2 separate regions of the Mus musculus genome follow, and region 1 is linked to region 2. The links are chromatin contacts, called in public HiChIP or PLAC-seq maps. All regions are on one chromosome and are shown on one strand. Each heading gives the region's core, a stretch centred on a gene start, on an enhancer-like site or on the middle of the called end of the contact. The rest is flanking DNA. Distances are from core to core; before and after follow the strand shown.

The links. HiChIP or PLAC-seq counts read pairs in DNA pulled down with a chosen protein or histone mark.
Region 1: an H3K27ac HiChIP or PLAC-seq map of hepatocytes shows a contact between it and region 2, with 6 times the contacts expected there. The contact joins the promoter of Pah here to the enhancer-like site in region 2. A contact is called at or near these places in 12 of 39 promoter capture datasets (the 3T3-L1 cell line, the C10 cell line, the HPC-7 cell line and 8 more), 9 of 15 datasets of contacts at CTCF or cohesin (the NIH/3T3 cell line, embryonic stem cells, hippocampal excitatory neurons and 4 more), 267 of 484 Hi-C or Micro-C datasets (the 3T3-L1 cell line, 3T3-L1-derived adipocytes, the 63-12 cell line and 131 more), 36 of 115 datasets of contacts at active chromatin or transcription factors (the 230-238 cell line, CD4 single positive thymocytes, PVALB interneurons and 24 more) and 5 of 9 other capture datasets (adipose tissue, embryonic tail, embryonic trunk and 2 more).

Annotation. Positions count from the first base shown.
Region 1 is chr10:87,518,997-87,526,500 of GRCm38.p6, forward strand. It overlaps Pah (phenylalanine hydroxylase), which reads left to right and starts at 2,799. Exons shown (of 13, transcript NM_008777.3): 1 at 2,799-3,080. The coding sequence starts at 3,021.
Region 2 is chr10:87,030,490-87,037,357 of GRCm38.p6, forward strand. Gm16271 (predicted gene 16271) reads left to right here. Exons shown (of 5, transcript NR_165263.1): 5 at 1,008-1,396. Among named protein-coding and RNA genes, the nearest start is that of 1700113H08Rik, 24 kb to the right of the region's middle. Within about 2 kb of position 2,537, at least 3 of the 459 cell types and tissues checked have an H3K27ac peak or open chromatin away from gene starts, as enhancers often do. A contact at or near this core is called in the AML12 cell line, hepatocytes and liver, where this site is marked.

The DNA.
Region 1 (7,504 bases), core at 1,549-4,048, 490 kb after region 2:
ACAATGTGTGCTTCACCAGAAATCTCCTATGATGTCAAGTTTTGTGTTGGTCCATAGATAAGTGTTATCATTTTGCCCAAGTAAATTTTGTTTGCTTTTGGAGACACGTTTTCATATAGCTCAGGCTAGGTTCAAACTTACTTCAGAGCCAAGGATATTCTCCACTTTCTGATTTTCCTGCTTATACTATCTTATTGCTGAGATTGCAGGCATGTACTACCAAGCCAAGTTTCCTGATCAAACCTAGGACTTCCAGCATGCTAGGCAACTATACTAACTCATAAACCACATCCCAGCCCACAAAGATTTTCCTCTATCTATCTATCTATCTATCTATCTATCTATCTATCTATCTATCTATCTATCTATCTATGTATGAGTGTCTGTCGTCACATATACCCAGGAATCAGATCCCATTACACATGGTTGTGAGCCACCATGTGTCTCTGGGATTTGAACTCAGGACCTCTGGAAGAGCAGCCAGTGTTCTTAACTTGTGACCCATCTCTCCAGCCCTAGATTTCTGTTTTTAACTGGTGTTCAGAGAAAAGAGAAGGGTCATCACTGTGTTCTCCTAAGAACAAAACAAATCAAAACACAAAAAAGGGAAACAAAAAAACAAAACAAAACAAAACAAAAAATAACAAAAAAGGTCATGTGCTTTTTTCGAAAAGGAGAGAAAGAATATTTTTAAAAGCCAAGGCTTTGGTCTTGAATCAAACATTGTTTGAATTACAGCTGTGGATTTAAATGTGTTGGGCAGCCATTGCTTTGTCTATACAGAGTAGAGGAATTGTCTGCAAGATGGATGGCAGGAAGAAATAAAACCTCATATAGGAAGAGCTTGGCTTGGTGCTTAGCGCACAGTGTGCATGCAGATAAGGCCTCATCACTGCTGCCTGGTGTTTAGCACACAATGTGCATGCAGATAAGACCTCCATCACTGTTGCCTTCATTCATTTCTTCACTTTCACGCTGCAGGTTCTTTTGGTGACATTGCCCTCTGTAGTATACGATAACAGAGTGACATTTCTAAGGCAGTCCTGAGCTGAGTGCACATCCCATTTCATATCTACAATCTGGAGAGCAGTAGTTCTCAACTTCCCTAACACAGCAGCCTTCATTTTTGTTGCTACTTCATAACTGTAATTTGCTACTGTTAGGAGTTGCAATGTAAATTTTTTGGAGCTAGGAGTTTGACAAAGGGTTGTGACTTGCGGGTTGAGGCTGTTGCTCAGGAGAAATGCTGGACTCAGACAGGCAGGTTGAAATTTAAACATGTGCTCTGGTAACTTACCACAGGGAAGATTAATAGATATCTAAGCATGCCTTTTGGACAGAAATTATTCTTTCAGTATTGATATTCTTGGGATTCAGGAGAAAGTCGGTTGCATTATGGAAGTTCATGAAATCCTAAGCAATGCCCCTAGACGCACATTTTAAAAGCAAAGACACTGGGGTATTGGTAGGAGTGGCTGTCCATCCAATGAGGAAGCAATCCATTTGCTTTGAGTCTCCAACTTGAAATGTTGTCTTTTTTCTTTTGGCAGATACTTGTTTATTAGATCAAGGGATTGTGGGAGGGGATGGGGTGGACTCCTAGTCCCTTCTATTATTGACCTGCTCCCTCATAGTTCATTAACTTTGCCTGGGTAATTATTAAGCAGGCTCTGAGTCCCCTGATGCCCCCGACTTCTCTGTCTTTCTGAAATTGACCTTCCTGTACTTTCATACTTTATTTCTCTGCTAGCAATGAATATCTGCCTTCAGTTTCCTTCTCCGAAAAATGGGGTTCTGACATGCCACCTTCATGTCCACTTGAGACCACTTCCCAGTACCTGGTACTCAGCTCACTCCTCGTTCCTGTTTCTATTTGCCCCTCCCCTGAGGCTTAGTCCTATCTGAACTTGCTTATTTTGCCTGACCACTAGAATGGTGCAGTGCTGATGGGGAGGTTGCTTGCTTCTGCTGTAGTCCCAGTGCAGAGAACCCCACCACTACACACACAGAGCAAATGCTCCATGGCAGTCTGTTGTTTCATTTCTTTTCTTTCTTTCTTTCTTTCTTTCTTTCTTTCTTTCTTTCTTTCTTTCTTTCTTTCTTTCTTTCTTTCTTTCTTTCTTCCTTCCTTCCTTCCTTCCTTCCTCCCTCCCTCCCTCCCTCCCTCCCTCCCTTCCTTCCTTCCTTCCTTCCTTCCTTCTTTTTTTAGACAGACATTTAAGCATTAGCTTCCATTTATGCAGTGTAAATGGTGAGAACAGCCCCGACTGAATACCCAGAGCATCATCTCGTCTGTGTCATTCATGCACATAACATATCTCAGCGAGGTGGCCCTTCTGTCCTCTTTGCAGAGACCCAGCCACCATACTAGTACCTAGAGAACTGGCTGGATTTCAGCCCCGATACCTCCGGGCTTTTGCTCATGTTCGCCTCATAGGGTCATCTGGGTGGTTGCCTAAGGAAAAGTATGTCATGGAGACTAACTTGCTTGGCATTGAATAAAAGGTGAGTTGAGAGTGGAGCGTGTTTAAATTGCAATCCTGCCTCTATTTCTGTGCTTGCAGGGAACAGTCATCCTTAATTGCTATCCTCCATCATCATCATGATTATTTCTGGTTTTTCTCTGGTTGCGGAGAATCCATACTCCAGGTATTCCAATGTCTCAGCATTGCCAGGCCTGTCTGAGCGTCAGGATGTAGGTAGTCTGGGCTCTCTGCCTTCTATTCTTGTCCAGGATACTCTGCCAAAAGAATCATGTTGTGGCTGCCACCCCTCCCACAAAGCCTCCCGCTTGGGTCAGTCCAGGACTGGAGTTGGGTATGGACTGTTCATGTCTATCCACTGCTACGTCAGGGCAACACCCACTGAGAGTGACCTTGTAGACTGCAGTGGGAGACACCCTTCAAAACCTCTCCTCTCCTGTCCTGAGAGCCAGGTTAAAACCATCAGCCCCGCATCCTGAGTGCAAACTTTTCCTAACCCTGCTGCTAAGCTAGACACCTCACTTACTGAGAGCCAGCATGGCAGCTGTTGTCCTGGAGAACGGAGTCCTGAGCAGAAAACTCTCAGACTTTGGGCAGGTAAGCCTGTTGGGCTTCCACTGCTAGGAGAGAATTGGTTCCCCACATGTGAAAGCAGTCTGGGAAATGCTGGTATTTCCAGTCTCCTAAGGCTACTAAGAAATATGACTTTATTTAGAGGCGAGGAAAATGCCCAGGAAGTCAACTGATGAGACTAGTCTTAACAAGTTGAGGATACAGAAAGTTGGGGATCTGAGCTGCTACCAACATCTGTGTGTCTTTGGGTGGCTCATTGGTATCCTCTGCCTATTGGCTTTATCTTCTGTACACTGAAAGGAAATGGCTGGTCCTTAGTCACCTGGGGTGGGAGTCCCTATCTCTCCAGGGATACTTATTCAATCCTTTCTTCTGGGTATCAAAATGACAAGCTTGTAAGAAACTGTCCTCTTTCGGCTTTCAGGAGGTGATGTCGCATGAAGAGAATTTGGGGGGGGGGACTTACTCAGAACCAAGGAGGGAGAAATTAAACAGAGAGGGAAATGAACAGGAGTTAGCCCGGAGCCTGAAGCACCTTGGGGATTATGCTGGGGGTGGAGGGAATCCATTGTCCTCCCTAGGGAGGGCTTGCAGAACATGTTCTTTTCTGTGATATTTGTACTTTCCCCAGATTGCAAATCATGGTTTGTACACTGAGATTCAGTCTCTGGAGGTAATATGCCTTTTCTAGCTTTTCCTTGGACAGGACTAAGGGGTTGAGGGTTGCCTGGAGTCAGAGAAATTTGTGTTAAAGAAGGTTGATATGAGGGTCGGGCAGATCAGCCCAAGGATTCTGGCTCTACCCTATTTTAAGCTCCTATATTGCAGGCTGCACAGTCCCTTGGCCATCTGGGGAGCTCAAGACAGAAATCTGGGAGTGGGGAGCTAGGGGGAGTGGCTTATAAAACACTTAGATGTTTGTGAATCTACAGATTGTTCCTACCAAAAACAGGGACACTCGAAGAGGGTCCAAACATGTCCTGGTATAGGCTCAGCATCAGAAGCAGAACATTTTCCTTCAAAAAAAAAAAAAAGAATACCCCACCCCCATATTGTAGGATTAAGATGAAAGCAACTGAACATCGACTACGAATCTCTTACTACATTTCCTAGAACATTTGAAACTGCTGATGTGCTTTTGGTCAAAGTTGGTTAGTTTGTTCAACAGAATGAGTCTTGAAGAGCAGGAAAGACAGACAGCAAGGCAGATGCTGTGCTTGGTATAGCTCACTCATGGGAAATCCACCACACACACAGTCAAGACAACAGGCGTGTCGTATTTGCGTATGTAAGCTATGTACTGAGAAGTTGCTTGGCTAGGATGAGGGGGTTGCTTAGTGTCTGTAAAATTGAGGTGGGCTGCTGGGATAGCTTAGTTAGGGCATCTTCTAGCTCTGTCAGTCTGCAAGAGACGCATGTATGCATTCTTAGGATTTTCAATTATATTTACGTGTGTGAGGAGGTGGAGCATATGCAGAAGACAGAAGACAGTTTGGAGTTACCTCTCTCCTTTCACAGTGTGGGTCCTGGGTATTGAACTCAAGTCATCAGGCTTGATGAGCAAGTCCTTTATCCACTGAGCTCTCTTGCCAGGTCTGTTTACATCCCTTTAACACGTCTAACCTAGATGAACAGTATATATTTGATTTAATTCTAATAAAAGGGACATTTCAGGGAGGAGCCACTGTTTGTTGAAGGCGCATAATAGGTCAAAGCTATACCCACCTAACAAGCATAAGCAGTCTGATGGAGTGAGTGATTTAACACCTTCAGTCACCCAATAGATCAAGAAGCACCTACTGTGTGCAAGTCACAGCAGTATTTTTCATTTGTAAAACTAATTTATTTCAGGAGATAAATGATAAAGGAACTAACAGAATAAAAGCATCCTATAGCTTCTTATAGAGACAAGTGTTGTGAAGAAAACTTAGGCAGAGGAGAAGGATCAGGGTGGAGCTCAGAGCTAACCAGCAGGAGAGACAGGGCAGCCGGTGCTCAAATCTAATCCGTTTCCTACAACCAAGCAAACACAGTGGATTACTGGAACATAGCCTCCTGTGGGAAAATGCTGATGCGGACACATATGTCTACACCCTGCCACAGAGAGACACATGGCTTAGGATGATTGCATCTTGCTTGTAATAGTTCTTCAGTGTAGATGTATGCAAGGGGCTTGTGACCACACGAGCGTATATCTCCTGCAAGCTCCAGATCACCAATATTGACCCTGAAACACCCTTGACAGAGCATATTGCCTATAAATGTGACATATGATTATTTCCAGAGATAATAGAAGAGAACAGTCAGGATTTATTGCTGAATGCATTGCTCAGTGATCAAAGCTCTTCACTCTATGATTCCTCATTCTTTTCTTTGTGTAATTTCTTCCTAGACAGTTTTGGAGATATTTTTGCTTGTGTGTCAATCCACATGCCTGTTAGAATCAAATAAGGTATAGCTTCTGAGCCAACAAAAATAATCTATAAAAGAGATTTGCTCAAGGGTCCGGGATTGGCTAGGTAAACCTTGAATTCAGATCCACCAAAGCCCAGAGCACCTCACAAACTCCTCTGAGCTTTCTTTCATGTAAAGTCCTTTATGCTTTGAAAAGAAGGAGCTGTTGTGTCCATCGAGCCTATCACTGGGAAACAGTAATGATGCTGAGAAAGCTGAACATGGGTTCTAAACCAGGCTTTCTTACGTGTTAGCTGGATTGCCTAGGACAAACCTAGGCTTTTCAAAACAGCAGCACCCTCTCACCTCTCATAGCTTTTGTGAGGACTGAATGGTCTGTTCTAGGTTAAACCATGCAAAGAGTGGTAGTAGCCGCTGCCGGTGGCAACATGTATCAAGAGTGAAATGACATGGTTTAGTTCCTGTAAATAAGTGGATGCCCATTCAGGGGCAGATCAGGACAGTGTCACTAATAACAGCAACGTAGGGCCATGTTACATCATAAATGTGAATTTGCAGGCAGCTGTGGGAAGAGGTACAATTTATGTACATATTTATTATCAGTGGTTTTGAAATTTTCCATGGTTAAAATTCATTAACAGAGATTTTGTTGATGAAGGACGTGGGAAAACCTTGTTAGGATAAGGTCATTGTGAAGCACCTGTAGCTATATGCATGTAATGGCAGTGAGAACAACAGAAAACAACCTGGCTCTTAAGAATCATTTCTGGAGAATTAAGGGCCAGTTGCTTGATATTCTCTCTGTCTCTGTCTCCCTGTCTCTGTGTGTGTGTGTGTGTGTGTGTGTGTGTGTGTGTGTGTGTGTGAGAGAGAGAGAGAGAGAGAGAGAGAGAGAGAGAGAGAGAGAGAGAGAGAGAGAGAGAGCTCTGGGTTTCTATTACAGGAATCTTCAACTCTGAACAGCCCTAGTCAGAGGTAGCACATGCCGATATGCACCAAGAATGCCTCCTTTTTCTTGGAGGTCAACAAGACAATAGTGGACTAGAAACAGGGAATTCCTTTGTTGTTTTAAGGAAGCCAGAAAAGACTAAGGGCTCTCTGCTGTGAAAAAGAGACTCATCTGCGCGTGCCTGGGAGGCTTTAGAAGAAAGAGAGGCAGTACCAAAGTAGGTCATGGCTCATGGATAGCATACATAGTCTAAAGGCCCAGTTTAAACACTAACTTCAATGTTAATTGTAGAATTAAGGGCCAGTTGCTTGATATTCTCTCTGTCTCTGTCTCTGTCTCCCTGTCTTTGTCTCTCTCTGTCTCCCTGTGTGTGTGTGTGTGTGTGTGTGTGTGTGAGAGAGAGAGAGAGAGAGAGAGAGAGAGAGAGAGAGAGAGAGAGAGAGAGAGAGAGAATGAGAGAAAAAGAGAGAGAATTCATGTGAATGCAGTTGTAAAAATATATATGAGCCAAAGGCCAACTTTGAGCTTCATTTCTTTGGCACCTTCTATCATATTTATTGAGACAGTTGTCTCAGTGGTCTGGAACTTGCCACACAGCTAGCCTGAATGGCCAGGGAGCTCCAGGGATCCATCTGGATCCATCTCCTAAATCTTGGGACTAAAATTTTATGTCTGAGTTGGCTCTCTCTTTTTTTTTTATTGGATATTTCATTTATTTACATTTCAAATGGTATCCCCTGTCTTGGTTTTCCCTCAGGAAAACCCCTATCCCACCCTCCCTCCCCCTGTTCCTGTAAGGGCGCTCATCTACCCGCCCACCCACTCCCCCCTCTCTGCCCTGGCATTCCCCTACACTGGGGCATAGAGCCTTGACAGTACCAAGGACTCTCTTCCCATTGATGTCTGACAAGGTCATCCTCTGTTACAAATGTGGCTGGAGCCATGGGTCCCTCCATGTGTACTCTTTGGTTGGTGGTTTAGTTCCTGGGAGCTCTGGGGGATCTGGTTGGTTGATATTGTTGTTCTTCCTATGGGTTGCAAACCCCTTCCGCCCCTTTGGTTCTTTCTCTAACTCCTCCATTGG
Region 2 (6,868 bases), core at 1,287-3,786:
AAGATTCAAACAGTCTGGTTGTCAATCATTTTCTTAGAAAAAGGACATTCATCAATCTCTCTGAAAAAGAGAAAAGCTACATTGATGGATTGTTTTCTGGAATATTCTAGCTCTTCCTGTTTGGTGCCGAGAGTCAAAGGTTGCCTTTGCTCAAGAGAGCATAAATCAAAACCACCAAGTTTTGTTCCAGATGAAATGTGTTTGCTCAGATTAATTCACTTAGTTATCCATTCAGAAAGTATTATTTATCTCGTTGGTATTTGTGGGTACTGTGCTAGACTCTGGGGAGACAAATAATTAGTAAAATAATGGATAATAAATGAGCAAAACAGATAAAGACACCTGCTTGTGGGCTTTCTCAGCAGGGAGAGACTGATCATAAGAAAATGAAACACTGGAAAGAAGACCGTGCCTAGTCACATGCAAGAGCAACAAGGGGTCTTAGCCTCCTAGTCATGGATGTTTAAAACATTTTTATTAAACATAGATTCCTCTCTCATACAATACAACCTAACCACACTTTCCCTTCCCTCCATTCCCCCCAGCTCCCCAAACCTCCTCTCCCAGATCCACTCCCCCCTCCATTTCCTCTTCAGAAAAGAGCAGGCCTTCAAGAGACATCAACCAAACAGAACAAAACAGGATAGAACCAGAAAAGGACAGGCAACCCTAAAGGAGGAAAAGTCTCAGGAGCAGGCAGGAGAGTCAGAGACATACCTGCTCCCACAGTGAGGAGTCCCACAAAAACACCAAGCTCACAGCCACAGCACATACACAGAGGACCTGGGGCTACACCTTCAGGCATCCCGTTTGCTGCTTCAGTCTCTGTGAGCCCTTGTGAGCCCTGCCGTGTTCTCCTGGTGTCCTCCATCTCCTGTGACTTCTGTAGTCTTTCTGTCCTCAGTCCTGGGTCTTTAAAGAGCTTGTTAAGTATTGAGGACATAATTACACGGTTAGAAAGCATAAATTACAACTTTCCAACATTTCTCCTCTCCTCTCTATTCTAGAGCATGGGATTCTCATCCTATTAGGACGAGACCATCAACACACTAAGAAGTAAGAGAAATGGCATGTAACCAGATGTGCAAAGCCTCAGAATGACTTCTGTGGGGTTTTTTTTTTATTTGAATCCTACCTCTGACTCTAAGATGATGACTGACAAATGGAAACCATGCAAACAGACATTAGAGAAATCTGTTGTAAGCGAAGCACTCACTAGAATACACATTTCATAACAGTAAGTACTTTTGGAGACAATAGGTCCATAAAACAATTTTGTGGATCAAACTAAAGAATTAAAATTTCATTGACATTCACTTATATACCCAGGAAGAAAGCAAAACATCTAATATGAACTAGAACACCTAATTCAAATTAAACTGCTTATTACAAAGCAGGTAGCATGCTGTCCCATTTTTCGTGTGAAGAACTGAGGCCTGAGAGAAATAAAGACTTATCTGTTAGGAAGTGCTGAGCTGGTGGTCAAACCAAGGCAATGATTCAACATCAACAAGAGCCAGGCCTTGGCTCAAAACCATGCCAGTGTTGGGGTTCATGGGAAGCAGGGCTAGAGCATCCAACCCCCAGATGCACATTTGGTACATCTTCTTTAACTCTTGAAAGTCTGGAACCTGTCAAGCAGTGCATGAGCGAACAAAAGCAGGCTGCTGCTCTTTGCATCCTTTGAGCTACAGCTAGGGTTCTCAAAGGTCGTGACCTCTCTGGTAAACCTCCAGCTCACAAAACCTTTACATTTCAGTCTGAAACAGTCGCAACTTTACAGTTATGAAGTGGCAACGGTAATGATTTTATGGTTGGGAGTCACCACAACATGGGGATCTCTATTAAAGGGCCAGGGCGTTGGCAAAGTTGAGAACCACAGATCTATAGAAACCCAATTTCACACATTTTGATATAAAATATGTGCCACGAACAATGTTTTCTTGAGATAGTTCATTTAAAAACCCGCTTTGGAAATATTAACTGTCCCCAACACAGTGTGTGCTGTAGAACCCAGATCACTTCTGGTACCAGAGGTCACTGGTCACTGGTACCCAGGGGACATGCTCGGTGGAAAGCAGATAACTAGCGAAAGAGAGATTCTGAACTCAGACCCACAAGAAATACAAGCAGAAAGGACAAGGCCAGCAATGAAGGCCAGAGGAGCTGCTGAAGCAACTGAGCACAGCGAAATCAAATTAGATGTAAGGTCTCAGACGGAATATACGTGTAAATGTAAATATAAACTTTATCCTGTCAGAATTGTGCCCTGAAGAGATTATTCACGAACATTCAAGTTCCCTGAAATGAAGGAGCAGTTTGGGGTGGTGACAGACAAGGACACTGAAGCAATCACTGAGCCGGAGGATGTAGCTGTCATTGTTGCCTGAACTTAACATTCTTGGCTAAAGAGTCATTTGCATCATCAATATTATGACACATAGCCAAGAACTTTCCAGGAGGTCACACTGCCAGTCACGTCTGCTGGACAGGAGACAGAGTCCACAAGGAGCCAAGGAACCATCTGAACTCTGAGCTTCCCATGACAGGTAGCTGATTCCTGTTCCATCAGTAGGAACACAATTTCCCATCGTCGTGTGATCTGCGCTATACCTTGCTGTGGGGAGGGGTGGCTTGATGCGACCACTTTGAAGACTTGTGTCTGTGCGTTACCCCCATGCTAGAGGAGTCTAGCGAGCCAGATACTAATACTTCAGTGTCTCTCGTCTTCATGTTCCTGCATTCTCTCACAGACTATATCAAATGCATCACGAACATTTAACAATTGTGTCACCAAATTGGCAGATGACAATGTCCTCTTCCCCACTCCCCAGAGAGCATAGTAGATCAGGGAGTCTACAGGGTCATATCAATCATAGCTGAGTGATTAAAGATAGAGCAGAGTGGGTCTGGGAAAGATGGCTCAGTGATGAAGAGCGCTGAGGATCTGGGATCCCAGCATCCACACGACAGCTAACAATTTTCTATAACTCTAATTCCAGGGAATCTGATGTCCCCTGATGGCATCAGATTCACATGAGGTGCACAGACATACTTGTAGGCAAACACTCATACGTATAAAATAAATGGAATAAAAATAATCCTTAAACACGGTGCTATTTTCTTTTCTTACTACACTGAATTTATTTGGTTGTTGTCTAGGCTGGCCTCAAACTCTTTGTGTAGCTGTTCTTGCTGTGTTTTTGTTGATGTGTTAAAATGCTCTGACCAAAAAACAAAACAAAACAAACAAACAAAAAAATCTTAGGGAGAAAAGGGTTTATTTCAGCTTACAGTCTCAGGTTATAGTTCATCAGTGTGTGAGTAGGAGATTTGAACAGCTCACATCACATACACAGTCAAAAGCTTTTCTGCTTCTCTCCACTCTTACACAATTCATGATACCCTGCCTAAGGAATAGTGCCACCCACAATGGGCTGGGTTTTTCCACACCAATTAACTCCAACAGACAACTTACAGGCTAGCCCAGTATAGACAATCCTTCATGATACTCTTTTCCTGGTTATTCTAGGTTATGTCAAATCGACAGAGCTAATGTTACATAGAAAATGCTTTGAACTTCTGATTCTTCTGCCTCAGCCTGCCGTGTGCTGGTGATATTGCACCATTATGCCCGGCCTCCTTCCTTATTGTATCTAATTTAGAACATATTCTGTGATATGTACTACCAAGCAAATGCATTGGTTTTATTCTGTAAGGCACCATACTGCTTTCACATGCACGTTGTATAAAATGTTCAAAGTAGAAGTTAAATTGGAAGAAGAGGCAACATTTTCGCCATCCTATAACTATCATGGTTAATATTTTGTTTGTATTTCTAAGCAAGGTACAAAAAGAAACCCACTTAAAACGAATTTGGGCCATATTACCTTACCCTCTGCCTTTTGGCCTTCTTTCCATTTTTATACCTTACAAACATTTACAAGCTTTAATACACACTCTTTGTTCATGATGTCATGGTTCCCCACCACATGAGCGACTGTGACGTTGATGGATCTTTTCATACATAAGGTGCAGGGAAAGGCACAGAGAGGCAGATGTGAAGACACAGCTTTTGGGCTCAGCTCTCCAATAGTCTCAATTTCTTCAGTCATAGAATGAGGGGGCGGGGGTAGCGACATTTGCCTGGCTGTCTTGGGATGGAAAGTAAGTTGTGTTTCTCCAGAGCACAGTAGGATGTCTCAGATCTTTTTAAAGGTGTGTCTGATGACACGAGGTTTAGGTAGGCCACTACACGGATGGTATGCATTAACATCTAAATCGTACAAAACAGAAGTACCCCAGAAGACATCACAGCCTGAGCTACACATAGAGATTTTAATGCATGATTGTTTTGCTGCCCTTTATTTATTAAATCGATTTTGTTTGTGGCACTAAGCTGTCGAAACCAGGGCCGCACGCTTGCTTGTCAAACCCTTTGCCACCGAGTTTCAACCCACTTTTAAAATTTAGGGTCAATTAAAATTTCTAAAGAGCTAGTGGACCCGCTCAGTGATTTTTCTTCTGCTTTTCAACAAGAACTCCAAGAGCCTGGGTTACTTTTGGATGCTCCATTTGCAGGTGCAGTGAGGGTTTTGTTCTTGAATTAAAACTGAGGGTGGCCTTTACTTCTGGTTGGGGAGGCAGATATGGCTTCTTGACTCCAGTAATTCTGAGACTAGGACATAGCCAATGGCCCCCAGAGGGTGGAGGATTCCAGCAACTAGTGTGTTTTGATGGATGCTAACGCTACTTAATTCCCTGCTTTCCATTCTTTACCTAATGCAATGAAAAGGACTCACTCAAACCAGTGAGTTCAGGAGTTGGGAGACAATCCAGGCATCTCAATACGTCCAGTTCCCAAACACAGTTCTTTGCTTTCTGCTGACAAGAAAGCCTGGCTTAGCCAACTCCTCATCGAGGATAACAGCCCTTGATCGCCTCCCGCTGCAGGTAGCCTCACAGGTTAGCTTAATACTCAGCAAGAGGGAGAGGCTGGCAATTACACCAGCTAGTCTCCTTGCATTAGGCAAGATGTTAACTCCTGTTGATTACCATCCAGGATGGTAATCCAGGGTTAGTCAAAGAAAAGGGAGAGACCTAGGGGGATGTAGAAGACCCCCAACTAAACCACCAAACCACAGAATTCTTGAGCTCTTTTCATTGCTGCCCAACCTAAAATTTAACTGCTGTGAGTTCTTAATATGAGAAGAAGCCATGAGACTTGGACGTATGTTAATTTCTGCTACAGAGAAAGTTGATTGTAGGCCTAGGCAGCACATAGCGTTCACCACTGAGGATGAATCCAACGCCTCCATCCTGCTTCTTTATTATTGCTCCTGTGACTTTTTCCCCCTTCTCTTTGCAAAACACCATCTCTTGGAATTGTTGGGCGATGTGGGAAAATATTGTGACAAACATTGCTGTTTACCCTTGCAGTGGCGGCGACTTGTTTTGTTTGCCTGGCCTATTGCCTCTGCTACTCTTTTTCATGGCTGGCGGCTCCCTGACAGCTCGGATTCCTCTGCTGACATCTGTTATAATGAGAGCGTAGACAGGAATAGATTTGCAAAATGATGGACTCACAATAGGACAGGAGCCGGTCCCCAAACTTCGCTTGAGATAAGCAGATGGGGTTTGAAACAGAGCATTTGAACCGATTAGGTCTAGGTGAACGCCTGTATTCAGTCCTCCGGAGTCATTCTGTCCCCAACTTTTGTCCCTCCGTCCTTCACCCTTCGCTTCCCCCGAGTTGTAGACACGGAGGGTACTGATGGCATGGGGTGGGCTTCTTTTCTTCTTCCTAGGCTCTGTCCTGGAGACAGGCCCTTCCAGTCCCTCAAGCAGAAGCACGCTGGGCATTTACCCAGTGCCAACCATGGAACAACAGAGCAGACCCACCCCGCATGCCTCATAAAGAGAAGCTGGGTAGCACATGGGGTTTTCCCACTCGCCACAAATGATGGCTGTTTGTGCTCGTTAACCTTTTCCAAGCCTGGGTCAGCTCCTGCTGGGAGGCAGGGGGCGATCTGGAGGGAATGAAAGTCTGGCAGACCCCAAAGTGTCTTGCACGCCTTGGCCCCCAACATACACCACTGCCTCTTCAGAATACCAAACAATCTCGCGTGACGCGCCTCATAAGTCAGACCGGCCATGTGCTGTTGACAGGTTGGATTCTGATGAGCTGTCCCCGGGAGTCTCCGCACATCTTCCGGGTAACGTGAGGTCCTGGCGCTGCTCATCTTGATGCAGAGGCTCTTCCACAAAAAAACTCCTATGAGAAGGGGACTATCCCATACAGGATCCACCATTTGCAGAGAGACTTTGCACTTTTAAAGCCCGAGTTAACATAAGAATATACATCTTAATAACTTGTACCTTAAGCTCACGTATTGACAGAAACCAAGCTAACTACAAGAGAGATTTCCAAGATCCCTTCTGTGGTCCTTGGGGGGAGAATCTGGAAGTTTGTGATCTAATAAAGAAAAAAAAAAACCGATTGATTGCAGAGGGAACTTTTGTGGGTTACTTTCCACGGGTGGCATGCAGAAACACTCGTTTAACAATGGTGAGACTTCCATGACCACACGAGGGGGGAGATTTTGTCTCGCTGTGCAAATAGCTGACCACAATAAAAAAGCATCGGGTCTGCAAATTGCAGGTTGAAATTACAGCTGCTATGATTCCTGTGAGCCGAATGCAGATTCACTAATCCACTCTAACAGGACCCCAGCAGTCTGCAGAGCTTCGCAGATCTCCCACCCCTGACTATCTCCAGCTGTCAGCCCAGACCTGTGGCTCACTGGGCTAATTCAGTGCCTGTCTGCTGATAACAGGCCATTGTTTAAGCTGTGTGTTTACCTGGCAA